Regions from separate parts of the Mus musculus genome. Here region 1 is linked to region 2. Evidence: chromatin contacts called from public Hi-C data. All regions are on one chromosome and are shown on one strand. Each heading gives the region's core, a stretch centred on a gene start, on an enhancer-like site or on the middle of the called end of the contact. The rest is flanking DNA. Distances are from core to core; before and after follow the strand shown.

What was found. Hi-C and Micro-C count contacts between places; a contact is called where the count stands out from the background.
Region 1: a contact with region 2 is called in a Hi-C map of uterus, with 19 times the contacts expected there. The contact joins the promoter of Nrip1 here to the promoter of Gbe1 in region 2. A contact is called at or near these places in 4 of 484 Hi-C or Micro-C datasets (CD4 T cells, CD8 T cells, natural killer cells and 1 more).

What each region holds. Positions count from the first base shown.
Region 1 is chr16:76,369,415-76,374,782 of GRCm38.p6, reverse strand. It overlaps Nrip1 (nuclear receptor interacting protein 1), which reads left to right and starts at 1,734. Exons shown (of 4, transcript NM_173440.3): 1 at 1,734-1,911.
Region 2 is chr16:70,311,451-70,317,029 of GRCm38.p6, reverse strand. It overlaps Gbe1 (glucan (1,4-alpha-), branching enzyme 1), which reads right to left and starts at 3,081. Exons shown (of 16, transcript NM_028803.4): 1 at 2,735-3,081. The coding sequence starts at 2,877.

The DNA.
Region 1 (5,368 bases), core at 485-2,984, 6.1 Mb before region 2:
AGATTGACACTACCTTAGATGACAACAGATTGCATAGGTGAGTCACTAGGAGGACAGATAATAAGTATTTTAAAATGCACCATCATCGCCATTAAGGAAAATATTTCCTGCATGTGCTCAGGACTGTGCTAGAATATAGCTTTATTAAGAATTGATTTGAAAAATTGCCTTTACTTTAAAGATTGGGAAGATACCCCAGACGTTTTTCATTTGAAAAATCCGAAAAATAGCTATAGAGCTATTATATAACAGTAAAGAATACGGTTGGGTCACTTGGATAATTTTTGGTTTTGGTGTGCATCAATAACTGCTTCCAAATGCTACCGAAATTCTTAAGGATATGAAAACATATGAGAGTAGAAAGCTTCATCCACAAAATTGTCTTAGTAAGTATTTTAAGGCAGGGATAGCACTTCAGAGTTTAGGGTGAATCGAAGATGTACTTTAGCCTTTTTTTTTTTTTTTTAATGTCAAACAAAAACAACTTCTGCAACCACAAGTCTTCCCGCAGGTAATTCTTTTCATGACTAGAGTCAAAAACAAACGAGACAGAGACATCTGGGGTAGGGGGAGCGTTAAAAGGAGGCTTCACAAGTAAGATATGAAGGGAGTAGAGAGAATAGGTTTTAAAAGCAGAAAACACAAGGCGAGGAAGAGATCATGGTTTCTTATTTTTCTCTCCTCCCTCCACTTTCTCGCCTCACCAATCTGTTAGCCCACCTCAAATTTAGAGGCGGGTTCAGCGAGACCAGGCTGCAGGAAACCCAAGTTTCCCTGCATTGCCACCCTGGCTATATGATGTAATTGTTATTTATTGAGACTCTGAACCCAGCAAGAGCTGCTTTAAAGAAGTGACAGCCCATCTCCTAGTCCTGTTGGGTCAGATCCTTCCTGGGGGTGGTGCAGTTTGGCGGGCAGACCCTGCTGGAGACTTCGCAGTGACAAAGCAGCAGAAGAGAAACCAGGTTCCTGGGTCCTGCGTCCGTCTAGGGAGCTAGCTGTGCACTCCTCAGGTCTCCTTTCCAGTTTTCCGCTTGGAATCATGCCATATTTATCACTGGGTCCTACTAGGTGCTGAGCATGGGGTCAAAATGACCTAGAGTTATACAGCGCCGCAGCTTCCGGGATTTGAGCGGGACACAGATTTTAAGGAGGTGGAAATTGAGGGTGGGTAAAGGGCGCCAAAAGAACGCGTGTTTGTGGGGTGAAACGGGAGAAAGGGAGACACTTAAGGTGCCAGCACGTAGGCTGGGGAACCTGGGGTAGGATTAAGGTGCCCCGACGCCCCTGTGGTGCCCCCAGCGTTTGCCCCGGCACGGGTGACATGGGCGATCGCCTGGCCCCTAGCGGGGAATCTGTCCAGGCGGCTGGCTGGACGGGGCTGGGAAGCCAGGGCGCCGGCTCGGGAAGCACAGCACCCCCTCCTTCTCCGGGTCCAACCGCGTCCTCTCTCTGCCTTCAAGGCCGATCAGTCCCGGACCCCCACCCGGAGCACCGGCGAGGAGGCCTGCAGACGCCCGGTGGGCTCCCCGGCTCCGCCGAGCCTCCGGGTGCGCGCTCGGCCCGGGTGACAATGGGAGGGAGGGGCAGAAAAGGGTTAAGAAACTTGGCTGAAGAGCTGAATGGCGTGGAGCAGCGAGGGGAGGGACCCGGCCGCCGCGAAGTCGGCGGCGGAGGGAGGAGCGCGGCTGCGGCGGGCGGGCGGCGAGCGAGGCGCTCAAAGTCAGCCTCGCAGACATTGCAGCAGAGCCCCGAACTCGGGAGGCGACGGCGACCGCGGCGCAGGCGGAGGACGAGCCGGCCCCAGCCCGCCCGAGCGCAGCGCCCGTGGCCTCGCGCGGCCGCAGGGCACGGCTAACCTGGGAAGGAGGGAGCGACGCGGATCGGCGGCCCGGAGCCGCGGCGGCCTCGGTGAGTGGCAATCGCGGCCCGGGCTCCGTGCGGAGCTCGCGGGAGCGGACGCCGCGCCGCCCGGGCACGGCCTGGGTGCGCGGCCCGTGGAGGCGGCGGAGGCCGGGGGAGGCCCGCGGGGAGCTCCGGGAACACGGATCCCGGGGACAGCCCTCCGCCGCGCCCCGCTCCGGCTCTCCCCTGGAACTCGCGGGCCCGGCCGGCGCAGCCGCCAAGTTGTGGAGTTCCCAGCCGCGGGCTCGTCCGTGCCAGCCTTGGCGCGAGGGGCGCAGCCGCCCTGGGTGTTCTGCGCCGGGACCCACGCGGGTGGCCGGGTCGCGGGGCCCCGGTCGAGCTCGCCCGCCCAGCTGCCCCCGTTGGCCCCGAGCCCCGGGCGCTGGCTGCCGCGCCGCTCGGTCCTGCCGCCCAGCGGTGCTCTCGGTGGCGCCCGCGCTGCTCCCCGCCTATCGCTGCCGTCTCCCTTGCGCGGTGCTCGCCGATCCCCGGCCGGGAAAAGTGACTCGGAGAAGGGGCAGCACTGAGCCCCAGGCCCGGCCTGCTGGGCACGAGCTCCCCGCTTGCCGAGGGAGGGCGAGGCTCCTTGCACCCGAGGCCTCAGCCCAGTTCCCCCAGCATCCGAGAGGGGGTTCACTCGCATGAGCCTGGTAAAGTCCGGGGAGACCGCTCTCCTCTCTGGTGCCACTGTCCTCCTTTAATACTATTGTTGTTAGAAGAAACCCTCTAGCGTGCAAACATTCCCCAGACCCTCCTATCCCTTTCCAAAGTACTTTCCAAATTTTAATCAGGAGTTGATATTCAGACTGAAGGAACAAAGGAATCCACTGTGTTTAAAAGGCGGACAGGCAGAGAGTCTGACACATGTTGATCTCTAAGGCATTCCAGGAGTTTCTACCTTCCATCATGTCAGTAATTTAACTGGATTCTGGAGGTCGTAAACGAAAAACGGAACGTTAGGTAATTTCACGTTAAAATACTTTGTCGTCGTCGTTGTTGTTTTAATTAATGGGTCATTTTAGTTGGGGGAAAGTCCGGACATGATTAGGTGCAAGAACTTTTAACTCATTTTTTTGTGGCACCAGGCTGGAGTTTGTCTGCTCATGTAAGCTGATTGTGACACTGAAGGAAAACCGTGTTTTTAGAGAAAGAGAGACAGACTAAAAGTAAACCAAGATTGGCATGTCTGTCTGTCTGTCTGTGTCTGTGTATACGAATACATGCTTAAATGATGTGTGGTCTGTGTTTCTTGGGTTTTGTAAAGCAGGGGCTTTAGTAATTCTTTAAAGTTATGAATTACATTGAACCCGCTTATTAGTGAATCACAGGTTTAGCAAGTGGGCGGCATCTTCCAGATGCAATTATCCAGTGTTTAATCATCAGGTTGCCACCTTTGTCTAAGAGTGAAATAAGTCGACTTTTTAAACAAACGGTGCTTCCTATGCACGGCCCCTAAGAGTGGCTGCTGTCTGGAGTATGTTGAAATCTTCCACTTCCAAGTGAGTTGCCCTGGTTTTGCCCAGCAGTTTGGTAATATCCAACAGGGTTTAATTGATTCAGGGACTTCAAAACCAACAGGAAATTTCTGTACAGGACTTAGTTACTGTAGACAAAGAAGGAGAGTCAGAATTGTAGCAGGCAGTACCTGCAAACCAGATACTTACTCCAGCCTGTTTTATAATAACTCTACTGGGGACACTTCTCTCCACACTTAGCCTTTCAGGGACTGGAGCATGAAGAAAATATACTTAAAAAGTAGACATACAAACTCTAAGGAGGGAAGTTCGGTTGCTGCTTGTTTGTATACAGATGAGTCCTGTGAAGTGCCTTCAAGATACTTGGAAACCAGGCTTCAGTGGCTACGAGAAGACTTAGAGCCACCTATCTGTGTTTCCAAACTTTGCCGAACTTGAATTTTTATAATCGAGAGATCTGAAAATATTGTGCGTTAGCAATGGCAAAATGTTTGTGGATAAGGCCAAGGCTTTGACTCCTACAGCTTTAAGAGCAAAACATTGTGATTAAAAAATAACCTATACCACCACCTAGAGTCTGTTTGTTAGTCTATTGCTCTTGGAGTCTGCTTACGTTGACACATCCCTTATGGTTCCTGTATAGTCAAAACATGATTAGAAGTTTAGGCTTTCCAAAGGCCATCCCGGAGAACAATTATTTCAGTAATGCATAGCAAGTGCCAATTTAAATTACCCATGCCGCTTTCGGAATCAAAAATTATGACATATCAACTCAAGTGGGCTAGTCTCCAGAAGATATTAACTCAAAAGAAAAAAAAAATTTTTTAAAGATAGCTTCTTTTAGCTTGTGCTCCAAGGTGGCTCTGACTGTGCAAAGATTTTCCTGTGTTATTAGAGATTCAAGAAATATTACAAAATAAGTGTTCTCAGTGCCTTGAGAGGTTCTGGGGTGGGGAGGTGGGGGACAGAAGCTATGATTAAAAAAATATAGAGAGGGAGGAGTGGTGCCACTTACCAACAGTTTGGATGTGGAGAAGGTTAGGGAGTAGAGAGTCGATGCCTGTGAGATCATGTGTTTGAGCATACAGTCAGTGTGAAGGGAAGTGCTATACAACCTGTCCTGCTGGAGGACTGTTTGCAGGGAAGCAGTCTGTTAAACAGGAGGCCTGAAGGAGGCACCCTCTGCCATGTGGCTTATCACATTGTCCAAGGAGGGAGTAAGGCTCCTCCTTCCACGGTGTCGCCTGAAAGATGGCCTCCCAGATCTTTAATTAAATATCAGCCGAACAGAGAGAACTAGAGCACTGCATTAATTCTGCCAGACATCACTATTTTAGAACATTGAGGACAACCAAAAAAAATGAATTAACTCCTATCTGAAAGCAGAGTTTTGAGGAAGGTGACAGATGAGGCAAAATATGTCAATCTAATGGAACACATAGGGAGAGCAGGATAGATCTGCCATCCCTGGCTCTCCAGACAGTTGAGAGGAAAAGAGGTTATTCTTAATCACTTACATTCATCGCAAACCAGCAGCAGAAGACCATGACACGGAGATCATTTTAAATCAGAGTGGCTTAGGACCTAGGAGGTTAAAGGTGTTAGATTCTTTTTTTGGGGGTGGGGGGTGGGGGGGGTCTGAAGATGGCAAGTAACTCCTGTCTTTCCAGCACAGTAATAACACTTTGATGTATGAAGTTAAAAGATCGTTCAGCTAAAAATATGTTTAAGGCATTTAAATTTTAATCAGGAAAAAAAAATTGCTCATTTTAAAGTGCGACGAGTCCCCTTTTCTCTTTTATGTTTTAAAATTTAGGCTTCCTGACACAGTTTTTTAAAGTGTGGGCTGGTCACTTGGGTTCTCTCTCCACCCCCACTCCCTTCCCCACTCCTCCCCTCTCATCCTCCCTCGAAAAAATAAACAAGTTCTGTATCCTTCGTCACTTCCCTTCATCCCGTGAAGACTGCTTTAACTTGTTGACTTCGCT
Region 2 (5,579 bases), core at 1,832-4,331:
TAAGCACGCCTTGCAACTAAATGGGTTGTCTAGTCATGTTAGGCCCAAGGACACTCGGCACAAGTAGGTTACTTAAAAACAAGTCAAAAATAAGATATACTATTATCGTGGCTTCAACAGCATACTCAAGATAGATGGTTTATTAAAAATAAAAACGTAGCTCCTCAGAGTTTGAGAGTCTGAGGAGTCTAACAAGATGCCCATGGGTGAAGCTGTGAAGTGAAATGGCAAGCACCCTGTTACTGCCCTCATGAGAGAATGGAAGCGAAATGTCCTCCCAAAGCAAAAGGGAAAGGGGGCAAAGTAGCCTAAACTGGGAATTTTTTAATTTTTACTTAGTTTTTAATTGTTTAAAAGTTTCTTATTTGTATACAGTGTGTGGCTAGAGCATTTGTCCTCCATGGCCTTCTCCGTCCCCCTCCCATCCCCCATGACCTCTTTCCCTTCCTATTTCCATCTCAGTCCCCTCTTACTGGGGTGAGTGAATATATGCCTATCCTGTCCGAGTGGTCACAGATGCTGTGTGTACATGATAGCCATAGAAAAGTCATTTCCAAAGACAGACTTTTACAGTATGGCTCCCCATCTTCTCACTCTGACAAGCCCTATCCCCCTCCTCTGTCATGGATGTCGCAAGTCCCTTTTTTGATTAGACCATTGTCCACTGCCCAAAGATGAACCCTCATGAGGAACCCTTATGGCCTAGTCATGTCCTAAAGGCTCTTTCTACAGCACACTTGTCGCACCTGAAATTTGCAAAGGACACATTCCAGCCACAGCAATCAATGACCATGACGACACTATGAAAAAGTTTTTATTCTCTACCAGTTAACAATACAAGTCACCACTGCCAGATGCCAAATTACTGTTTGACATGCCTAAATGGAACATGTGTGCTGGAAAATAGCAATTATCCAGGACCAAGGGCAGAAGTAGAATCCAGGTCACAGAGAAGCACATAAGGACCCGCTGGGCCAGACTTTTCACCAAGAACACTGGATTCCCTCCCTTCTTTATTCTGCCCTTTGTCCCTCTCATTAATTTTGACAAACCATGAAAGATGACTATAATTGCTTCAATCCCAGTGGAGTTGAATATGAAGTACACACATACACACAAAAGAAGAGAATAAATGGTGTTTGTCTGCCTGTGGCCAGTGGAAACTGGAAACAGGACACAGGCAAAATATTTCCACAACTCTTGCTTTTGAAATTTCTTACAGGTTAGTTTATAAATCACACAAATAGAGCCATAATAAAAATAAACACCTCAAAAAAAAAAAAAAAAAAACTCGACATTAATCACCTTCTGTTGTAATTTGTGTGCTCATTATAACAAAATGATTTTTATATTCAAAAAAAATGTGGTGAAAATATGTAAATAAACATGTAAGTATATTTCATACAAAAAGAGAAAAAATAGATAAAATATTTGCTTTTGTTCTAAAAATCACTTATTCCAAAATCTGCTCAAGTCTTTTAGCTTTCAGGAGTACGTGCTAATTATCTCAGGGGACTCAGGCTTGCATCTTCTGAGTGAAAAGTTGCCAGACTCCTCCCCAGTACTTAATTTAAAGTCACGACTAAGTACTGTAAGTGAGGATCAGCCCAGCTGGCTGCTGTAAGGAGGGTTCCTGTATTAGGATATGTAAACTCTGGAATGAGCAGTTTATAATGCCTACTGTTTTAGAATCTGAGAATATTGGTTTTCTAGAAAGTGACTTAAGTGAATACATTTAATAACATGACAAAGCTAGGTCGTTGAGCTTTAAGGGTCTTTGTGTTTTCAAGTCACATCAACCCATGTTCATAATCACCAATGCCACCAACTAGTTCTATGTTTTCTATGATTAAAAAAGAGTCTATCGACTGGTGCCAAGGTAGTTTTGATTTTTGTAGTATCTAGGCTTTAAAGAAGAAACTAGTATGACAAATATGACAAATTGACTGGTGCCAAGGTAGTTTTGATTTTTGTAGTATCTAGGCTTTAAAGAAGAAACTAGTATGACAAATATGACTGCAGCAAAATACTTGCAATCGACTCATAACTACTCTAATTTATATACTAGCTACTTTAATTTTCAATCTTAACCTGAGCAGATTGCAATTATAAATTTCTGATAAGTGGGAAGCCTGGTGGGAGAGGAGTTATACTTTTTGAATTGGGCTCTGCAAGTTAAGCCATCCATGCCCTGTTAACTCTCCTGGAAGCTAAGGTCAAACACCCGCAAAGGTCGCTCTTCGATGTTGGTTTAAGGGAGAAGAGATCTGACCAACGATTAAAGTGAAACGCAGATTAATGAACTCACAAGAGCAAACAGGAGGGTGCAAGATGTTGAAAGACTGCCTGAAAGACTGCACAAACGCTGCTCGGAAGTAGACTACAAAGTTGGAAAAGCAAAATCACACACGCCCTGGGTCACGACCACTGCAACTCCCAGGACCAGAGGGGGGTGGCCTGTGAGTCCCGGAAGCCGCTGCGTGGCTGCAGCGCTGCCTGTCCCAGCACGTAGGGGAGGACGCGCGGCCAGGGACTGCGAGCAAGTGAGCGAGCACGGGGCGGACGTGCAGCAGAAAAGTTCAGGAACTCCCCCGGGAAGCCGGAGCCACGCCCACCGCATGATTGGCGTGCGAGGGGGCGGGGCCGCGCGGAGAGGGGGGAGTCGGGCGGCGCGCGCGCGCACGCGGGAAGGCCGGCCGCAGGCGGAGGGCGGTGGAGGGGTTCCCCCGGGTACCTGCGCTGGAAGTCCGCGGCGAAGGGCTTCAGGTACGGGTCAATCTCCAGGAGTCGGGCCAGCTCCGGCACGTCGGCCAAGGCGGCCTCCAGACGAGCATCGGGGCCCGTTTCCCCTGCCGCAGGAGCCGCCGGCGCCGCCATCTTCGCCGCAGCAGCCCGAGTAGCCGAGGCCCGAGAGGGTCGAGTGGGCCGAGTGGAGTGCGAGCGGCAGGGCGGAGCCGGGCGAGCCTAGGCGAGCCGCCGGGGACTTGCCCTTTATAGCGGCGGAGCGGGCCAGGGTGAGCCCGGGACACACGTCCTCAGCGCGGGCCCCCGCCCACTCACGGGGCCGGCCCCTGGAGCCCTGAACTGTGCTGGCTGGCCACCGGGAGGCGGGTCTCACCAGTCCCTGTCCCTTCCCCTTCCTGCCCGGTGGTCACCTCTCCTCAAACACCTGCTCTCATTTCTGAGTTTTGTTTTTCCTAGGGCGATGGTTTTCAAAAAGTGGGAAATTCACCTGGACCACGGTTAAAAGTCGACAACGCGAAACTATTTAGAATCTTAATGTCATTTAACAACCCTACGGCCCTAACCTTAATGTGTCTCAAGAGTTTAACCAAGAGAGTCTTTAAAGATTTTTGCATAGATAAGCATGGATAGCCAGCCAGGTCCCTGAAGTCACAGTAAGAACAAGAACTTTCCTGGTTCCCTGTACTGAAATCAGGCATTTGTGTTTCACCAACCAAACTGTCTTTGATGAGACATGACTGGGAGAACATCATTAAAGTGGACTGCACTCTCCTGCTTAATCACAGTGATGAAGCAAAAACTTTTCTGGCCAAGCTCCCAAGTATAACTACCCTGTGTCCTTTCTGTCCAGTGGTTCCTTTGCAAGAATACAGAATGGGGGCTTGATGCCATGATGGCTCACTAGGTAAAAAGTGCTTGCCACAAGGCATATAACTGGAATTATATTCCCAGAACCCACGGTCTGGAAAGAGGAAACCAACTTTCAAATATTTTCCACCCTGCCACATATATACTGATACACAGACATACAAAAAAATTTTTTTTTAAGAATACAGATTTTGACACAAGGAGAAATGGACGCTGCTACTCAGGAGGCTGCAAGTTACTTTGCACCTCAAAACTGGACAGGCTTGAGTATAATTTTCTCAGTTGAAATCTGGAAATGTAAAATCCTATCGCTTCTCGGCCTTTTGGCTAAGATCAAGTGTAGTAAAATCTTAGCGTCTAGGAAGAAGGAACAGTATTGACCAGCCTTGGGATATAAACATTTAAAACAGGGTTTGTGATGAACTTAAGAAAGAAAAATATTCACTTCGATGTGAATAGCTAAAGGTCTTAGATAAAGGTATATATATATCTACAAATGGGGGGGGGCTTGAACCCAGAAATAAAGTACCTAGTAGACACCCAATTCTGTAACTTCATTTTTTACTTTCATAACTCTAAATTTTCATCACTTCACACTGAAATTTCCACTTGGCTGACTAAGAAACCTGAACCAACTATCTTCTTCATAGCATAAGCGTTCACCTGTTAAGGTAAAACCAAAGCACTGATTAGGAAGGGAAAAGGGAAGGGGTGAGAAAATAAAAATAAAGTTTTCCTGAATAAACACTACCTAAAATCAGCTTTTATCACTTTTATACAGACTGATAATCACCCATAAATTACCATTTTTACCCACTCCCTGTACCAGTATTTCCCAATGTGACCTTGATATGAGTCACCTAGTGAAAATGTGCATTCTGAGTTTGGGGTCCATGTACCAGAATATATTTTTAACTACGTTCAAGAGATACTGATGCTGCCAGTTTTACATAATTAGAATAGCTAAACTCTATAGTACACATCAAATAATCTCAGTAAAAATTTAAATGGCATGACGTTTCACTTAAGTGTGAAATATAAACGTGGCTTTCCTTAAAACACTTAAACAACCTGTAGTCACTACCTTCACTATCCAGTTCCCTTGTACTGTAGTGGCATGGCCCTTTCAGGATCTGACAGAATTCTGTGAGCACTGCAATTGCTACTCTTTTTGGGAATTCTCTTCCTTAGCTTCTCTGTGGCTACTTTCTTTCCAGCCATCATTGAGATCTCTGGTCTTAAAAGCCCCATTCTCTTCTATGCTACAGTAAACACAATGTAAGCTCTTTGTTAATCTTTAAAAGGCAAGCTTTATAAGAGCAGGAACCCAGTTTACCTCAACTTTCATACACCAGCCTCTTGCCCACATAGCACAGCTAAATGGGATTTTAAGTTCCACTGTCGTAATTATCACATAAGTCCATTTCGGGTGGAGCTGGAACACTGGAATTATTATTATTGATCAAATGCGCCTCTTTTATTTCTGGTGCCCAAGCAATCCCATTTGCTGCTGGCATTTAGGTTGTACCGCAATAAGACACAGCCATGGAGGAATAGCCGTCTAGGCAAAGTGTTTCTGAAATGGGGAATTGAGGTATTCAGGACAGAGAGGAATACAGGGAAGGAGGGAGAGGAAACTAGCCTCAGTGGTGTCCAGAGAAGCAGAGTACCAGGAACGGAGCAAGTGCCGAGGACCTGTTTGCTCTCGCAGATCTACAGTTAGAGGGATTTGAGGAGAAAACTGAGGGTCTGAAATACCCTCCCCAAGGATGCATCCAATCCTGCAGTGACTTGATGAGCCAGGGTGGAGGGTGATACCCAGGATACAGGCTCCCCTTTCTCCGAGGAGGAAGGGAGGAGGGTCTGTGTGAGAGGGTACTGGGAGAAATGGAGGTTGGTATTGAGATGTAAAGCAAACAAATACAAAACATTTGAACTATTTAAAATGAAAAAAAAAAAAAAAAAAC